Linked DNA regions of Mus musculus: region 2 is linked to region 1. A link is a contact called in public promoter capture Hi-C data. All regions are on one chromosome and are shown on one strand. Each heading gives the region's core, a stretch centred on a gene start, on an enhancer-like site or on the middle of the called end of the contact. The rest is flanking DNA. Distances are from core to core; before and after follow the strand shown.

Region 1 (3,145 bases), core at 490-2,989:
TGCTCCTCTTGCTGGCCCCGTTTGCTCCAGCCCAAAGAGTTATTTATTACTATAAGGAAGTACACTGTAGCTGTCTTTAGACACACCAGAAGAGGGCATCAGAGCTTATGTGGTTGCTGGGATTTGAACTCAGGACCTTCAGAGGAGCAGTCAGTGCTCTTACCGGTTGAGCCATCTCTCCAGCCCTCTTTGGCACCTCTTAACTTCCATACAAGTGTCCATTTTTATGTAGCCAGTGAACATATACATAGTATCTATTATGTATAAACCCTATGCTAACTTGTTGCAAGAACATTAGTATTTCTGAGGTGCGCTCCCTGACTTAGTTAGGCTCCAAGGATTGATGACCTGGTCTACTCTATTACCTACCCTTTCCTTCATTCGCTCATTTTTAAATTTTATTTTACATTGATTTATTTTGTGTGTGCATGCAGATGTATGCTACCGAGTAAGCTCTCTTCTTCCACCAGGTGGGTCCTAGGAAGACCATCAAACTTGGTAGCAAGTGCCTTTATCCACTGAGCTTTTTCCAGACCTCTCACTCAACATTTGCTGAGGTCCCCCCCCCCCCCACTTTTTTTTTTTACAGGACCTTTCAGGAGTTGGAGGTGCAGAAGTGAAAGAAATGAAATAAACTTTCTTTCTGGCTGGGTGTGATGGTGTGTGTATGTAATCTCAGCACTTGGCAAGAGGATGGGGAGTCACCCTCAGGCACAGAACAAGTGGAGTTTGAAGACAACCTGAGCCCAAAAGGAACAGAGACCTCAGTCCCTTCTTCCTCCTTTCATCCTTGACCACCAGATGAGCAGTTTTGCTTTACCATACATTCCCTCTTGGGACCCAAATAAATTAATAATTTAAAAAGTGAAATGTTTCTAATAGGCTCTACCATTCATTACTAACCTCAAATAAACTGAGTATGGAAAAGATTCTGACAGAAGGGGGGATGACTAATTAGTTAACTAAGTCCTTTTATATTCTTTTTTCCTTTCTGGAAAGAATCAATAGAAAATCACTGGGTAGAGTCAAAGAAAGTGTAACCTTCCAACCAAAGAGTTGTGACAGCTAGAAGCAAAGTATAATTTGTGTGTATGTGTGACAGTTCTCACTTGAACTTGCCTCAAATTCATGGCAGCCCTGCTCTTAAATGCTGGGATTACAAGTGTAAGGCTGCAACACGGTTTCTGACAGGCTCTTTTAGCTGAAAAGGCAGTATCAAGGCCGTTGGGGAAATTGAATACTACAAGATTACATGGTTGAATCACTGTTAGCTCTCTTATTTGGGTGGCTGCATTGAAATTACTCAGGGAGAAACCCTACATTAGTCAGTTTTTTTCTATTACCTTAACAAAATATGTGAGACAAAGCTGGTGGTCTAATCTCCGTGAATTTGAGGCCATTATGTTTCACAGAATGAGTTCCAGACCAACCAGGATTACACACATGGTGATAGCCGGCCTTAAACGACAATAACAACACAAAATGAAGACAGCTCATAAAGAGGAACGGTTTCTTTTATTTTGGTTCACAGTTCTGGAGATTTTGGTGTGACTGGTCCCACAGCTTAGAGCCTGCGGTGAGCAATACAACACAAAAGTGAAGCTGCTCTCCTGGAGGTCCGAGACGAAAGGGGAGTTACTGCATCCTCCTGCAAGGGGGAGGGTGTGATCCTCAAGGGAAAGAACCAAAGAGTGGGCGGGGACGCGATCCAGTGAGGGGCGTGGCCTTACTGCTGGTGTACCCTGGGCGGGGCCTAGAATGTCACTTCCGGTTTTTGAGTCCGCGTGTGAACCGGCGAGCTCATGGCTACTCTGGAGTCTCCTGGGATGGATGACCAGGCTGGAGACACGGAGACAGAGGCGCTACAGAGTGCAAGGTGGCTGTACTGTGGAGAGCCCGACGACAGGCAGAAAGCTGTGCTGGGTAAAGACCGCCGACCCGGAGCGGAGTTCCGCGTAATCCTTTCCGCTTCTGTCTGGGTACCACGGTAGCCCACTGCCTGCAGCCGGGACAGGTTCCCTGCCACCATCACCTTTTCCCTCCGCATTCATCTATCGTCACCACTTCGGACTCGTCTCAGGGCAGTGCCCAGGGACCTGACATCTCCACAGCTCTCTCATTTGCCCTTTTCCCCCCTCTACGGAGCAGAGTTTCCTCTCTTGCCAGTTAATGGCATTTCCTCAGTCGTTCTCTTTTGTCACAACCCCTGCCCAGAGGTCACTTCCCCTCCCCTCCTCCATCTCCCTCTTTAGAACTGGACCAGGGCTTTCTTCATACCCCCCCGCCCCCCGAAAGTCGGACTTAAGCTCCCTTGCCTTCACTACCGGCGTCCAGCCACAGTGCAGGTCTCCCCATCCATACCCTGCTGGTCCTCGCCTCTTATTCTTGGCTTACACTCTTACAGTCCAGTTCTCCAATGGGAAGCTGCAGAATCCGGGCGACATGCGCTTCACCTTGTACAACAGCACCGACTTAGTAAACCCCAGGCAGAGGAGTCACCGGATCGTGGTAAGTGCTTGCTGGTACAGATGGTCTGGGCTCTGCAGACCTCAAAAGGTTCTTGGTGTGGGCAGACATGGGAGACCTGGCCTGGGGGGGAGGAAAGGAGGAGTAGCAAATGAGACTCTGGCCCCACTGAGGAGCAAGATTTTGGGCTTTTCACTTATATGGGCTTTATCTTTCCAGACAGGGTTTCTTCCTGTAGCCCTGGCTATCCTGGAAATTACTATATAGACCTGGCTGGCTTTGAACTCAGAGAATCACCACCTGTCTCTGACTCCGTAGTGCTGGGATTAAAGGTGTGCAGCACCACCCACCCCTGGCTTCATAAGTTGTCCCCCTACATGACCTTATTGAACGTTCACCATGTCCTCATGCCGCAGGCTAAGGAAGCATCTTCATGGGATTTGCACCTCTTAGGGAGGTCACTGTTCAGAGCTCAGCTTCAACCCTATTTTATGTGTATGGGTGTTGTTCATTTTTGTCTATGTACAATGTGTGTGTAGCTAGTGGAAGCCAGAAGTGGGCATTGGATCCCCTAGAACTGGGGTTACAGATGCTTGTGAATCAAATGTGACCCCAGAGTGATGGTTTTTTTGTTTGTTTGTTTGCTTGTTTTTTCAAAGGTTTCTTTGTACAGCTCGGG
Region 2 (2,965 bases), core at 446-2,945, 810 kb after region 1:
GTGGGCACCACAGTGGCTCCCCTGGAGCTGCTGTGGCTGGGCAGGGAAATAGACCTGGCTCAGTGTCACTGGAGAAGCCAGGAGCTACCCAGTAGTACCCCCAGCCAGCACTGTCCCCCACTGGAGCCTGGACTGGGAAAGAGCCATAGTGACTTTTCCGTGTCACCCAGCCTGCTTCAGCCCCTCACTGTGTCTAGTAGACTTCCTGCCCCATGGCCAGCGGTCCACCAGAATCCTGGACGTGAGCACGCGTCCATGAGATGTTTGGAGGGAGAGGAGGCAAGCTGGAAGAGGAGCCCCCAGGTATCTTTCTTGAAGTGTTACCTTGGGCATCTGGCTTAGACATCCTCTCCCAGCTCAGGCCAGAAATCTCCAGAAGCCCGAAACATGGAACACTTACCACGCCGAGTTCCCCACTACCCTATCCAGATGAAACAAACACTGTTCTCTCAGAGCTCCTGACCAAGTCAAACCCCACACACAGGCAAAGTAGGCTAGCTTCTCTGGACATCCATAGACACTGCTGTTTTGGGTTTTCTTTCTTTCTTTCTTTCTTTCTTTCTTTCTTTCTTTCTTTCTTTCTTTCTTTCTTTCTTTCTTTCTTTCTTTTTTGACACAGGACAGTGATCAGTTAGGGCACTAGGGGCACTTACAATGTGGTGTTAAAAACCAGTTAACCTTTGACATCCCTAGCAGTTGGTAGTTTTCTATTGATTTCCTTAAAGCAGGACCCTTCAGATTACGTGCCCTTTAGACTGGATCAGCATCTCTGGTCCCACAATCTTTTCAGAGCTCACGTTTCCAAAGGTCTTGCCCTTTGTGGCTGGAAGCTCCTCGAAGCCCTTGGTCTGAGACTCACTGGATAGCCAGGATTCTGATGCTCTGTCTTGGTGCTTCTTGAATCCTGTGTGGGACCCCTGCACTCTGGGAATCCTCACCTTCCTTCCTCCATTCAACCTATCCACCTGGACCCATTTTCAAGTAACTATAATAACAGGTTCTTAAGCATTCACATTCCTGTTTGTTCTAGGGCTGAAGTCTGCACGCAGTGGGTAAGGTAGCAAGCAGGCTGTAGAAAGACGCGAAACACTGCTCCTGAAGGGGAAACTGAGGCCCAGGCTGTGTTGTCCACTTTTGTACAATGAAATTCTCTGTCCCACACCCAAGAGCATTGGGGTCCCGCTCTTCCCATTTGCCTGGGTCTTTCTAGGTCAAACCCCACTCACCGAACTCGCAGGGCCCATCGCGAGCCTTGTGCAGGTGGCCATGGTGCGCGCGGGGTGCATGTCGGGCGCGCAGACGTAGCGCGCAGATGCTGGAGTAGGAGCGGCCGTCAGAGCCGCAGACGGCGCCGCGTTGCGCGCACACGCAAAGCCCGGTGCCCTCGGGCGCCGTCCCCGAGGCGCGACTCGCACACACCAGGCCAGGGCCACAGCGTGAGCCCACGGGTCCCCCGCAACTCGCGCCCTCGGCGCCCAGGCAGCGCGCGCAGCAGCCGCACTCGTCGCGCGCGGAGATCCAGGGCGCTGGGCAAGGCGAGGGCGCAGGGCAGCGATCCTGCTGGCACGGGCTGCACTCGGGGTGTCGTCTACCCGCGTCGCGGAGCCCGAGACCCCGGGCCAGTGATGGCAGGAGCAGGAGCAGCAGCGGCAGACGCGGCATGGCCGGCTCCCAGACGGACGGCAGCAGCGCCTCTGCTCCTCTTAGCGCTCGGTGCGTGCAAAGCCACCGCGCCCGCCCCGCGCCCGCTGATTGGCCCGGCCCGCACCGCGGGGCGCCCCTCGGCCCGGGACCAGCGCTGCGCGGCCCTACTGGCTCACTGAACTGCAGAGAAGTCTCCAGAACAGCTCTGCCACCTCCGATTGAGCGCTGGGGGAGACTCAGCGTGGTCCAAACGGCAACTTGTCTCGGCCTTAAAATGTAATGACTCTCAGTCTTCCCACCAGGACGCCTTATTTTACTTTGCTCTCTTTCTTGTTTTGTTTAGGAAAGGGAATCTCTAGTTTAAGATGCCAGATTTTATAAATGGATAGATGGATTTCTTTCCCAGATCGAATACTCAGTTCCCCAGTCCCATTTCCAGTGGCTGCTCTGGCTATTGGGTTCTTGGGTGTGTTTTCAGGCATCTTCTCTGCCTGTACAAGCATGTGTGAGCACATAGCCCAGTCCCCTCATATAAAACATCCACTGCCCGAGTGCACGTATGATTTTGCACTTGGTCTTTTCTACTTACAGAATTTCCAGTTTCCCACCTTTTATCATCTCTGGAACCCGACTCTCTTTCAAGCAATGGGTGCACAGGTGAAAAGGCTATGTGCTCTCACGGGTCTTTCTTTCTCTCTTTCAAAATTTTTTTTCATTTAATTTAAGTGCACTGGTAAGAAGGTGTCAGATTCCCTTGTGAACTGCTTTATGGGTGCTAAGAATTGAACCCAGGTCCCCTGGAAGAGGAATCCGGTGCTCTTAAGCACTGCACCAAGACTCCAGCGCCTCATGGATATTTCTTAATGCTGCATAAATCCATGCATCTTATAGTTGACAGGGCCTTGAGGTGGCTAGATACAGTGATGTATTTTGGACTTTGTGTGGACCAGTCTTGATTGTTACACTCTGCATATTATTTAGATACACAAATGGAAATTAACCACTTGTGTTCTGACCTTTGGCTACTAAGAATGTTGGGACAGGGTCCCAGAGCACAAATCTCAGGACACCCATATTGAGGTTTGGTCTTTTGCTATGTATTGTAATGCTAAATACTACTACTACTACACACACACACCCCAGGGCCTGGTTGCATGTATACAAGTGATGCTATGTAACCTTACCCACCAAGTTATCCCTGATTGGCGAATAAAGATGCCTATTGTCTATAACTGGGCAGAAGAAAGATGGGCAGTGAGTGATTGGTTTCCCCAGGCTTGGGGTCTGAGGAGAAACCACAAGGAGGAGAGGGGAGAAGGTG

The links. Promoter capture Hi-C pulls out the DNA fragments that hold promoters and counts their contacts.
Region 2: a promoter capture Hi-C map of liver shows a contact between it and region 1, with 5 times the contacts expected there. The contact joins the promoter of Igfbpl1 here to the promoter of Polr1e in region 1. A contact is called at or near these places in 20 of 39 promoter capture datasets (the 3T3-L1 cell line, 3T3-L1-derived adipocytes, the C10 cell line and 13 more), 1 of 15 datasets of contacts at CTCF or cohesin (embryonic stem cells), 6 of 484 Hi-C or Micro-C datasets (all in embryonic stem cells), 17 of 115 datasets of contacts at active chromatin or transcription factors (astrocytes, bone marrow-derived macrophages, embryonic brain and 8 more) and 4 of 9 other capture datasets (adipose tissue, embryonic stem cells, embryonic tail and 1 more).

What each region holds. Positions count from the first base shown.
Region 1 is chr4:45,016,870-45,020,014 of GRCm38.p6, forward strand. It overlaps Polr1e (polymerase (RNA) I polypeptide E), which reads left to right and starts at 1,740. Exons shown (of 12, transcript NM_022811.3): 1 at 1,740-1,923; 2 at 2,405-2,508. The coding sequence starts at 1,803.
Region 2 is chr4:45,825,132-45,828,096 of GRCm38.p6, forward strand. Igfbpl1 (insulin-like growth factor binding protein-like 1) reads right to left here and starts at 1,696. Exons shown (of 5, transcript NM_018741.2): 1 at 1,227-1,696. The coding sequence starts at 1,662. It also overlaps a transcript of Stra6l not described here.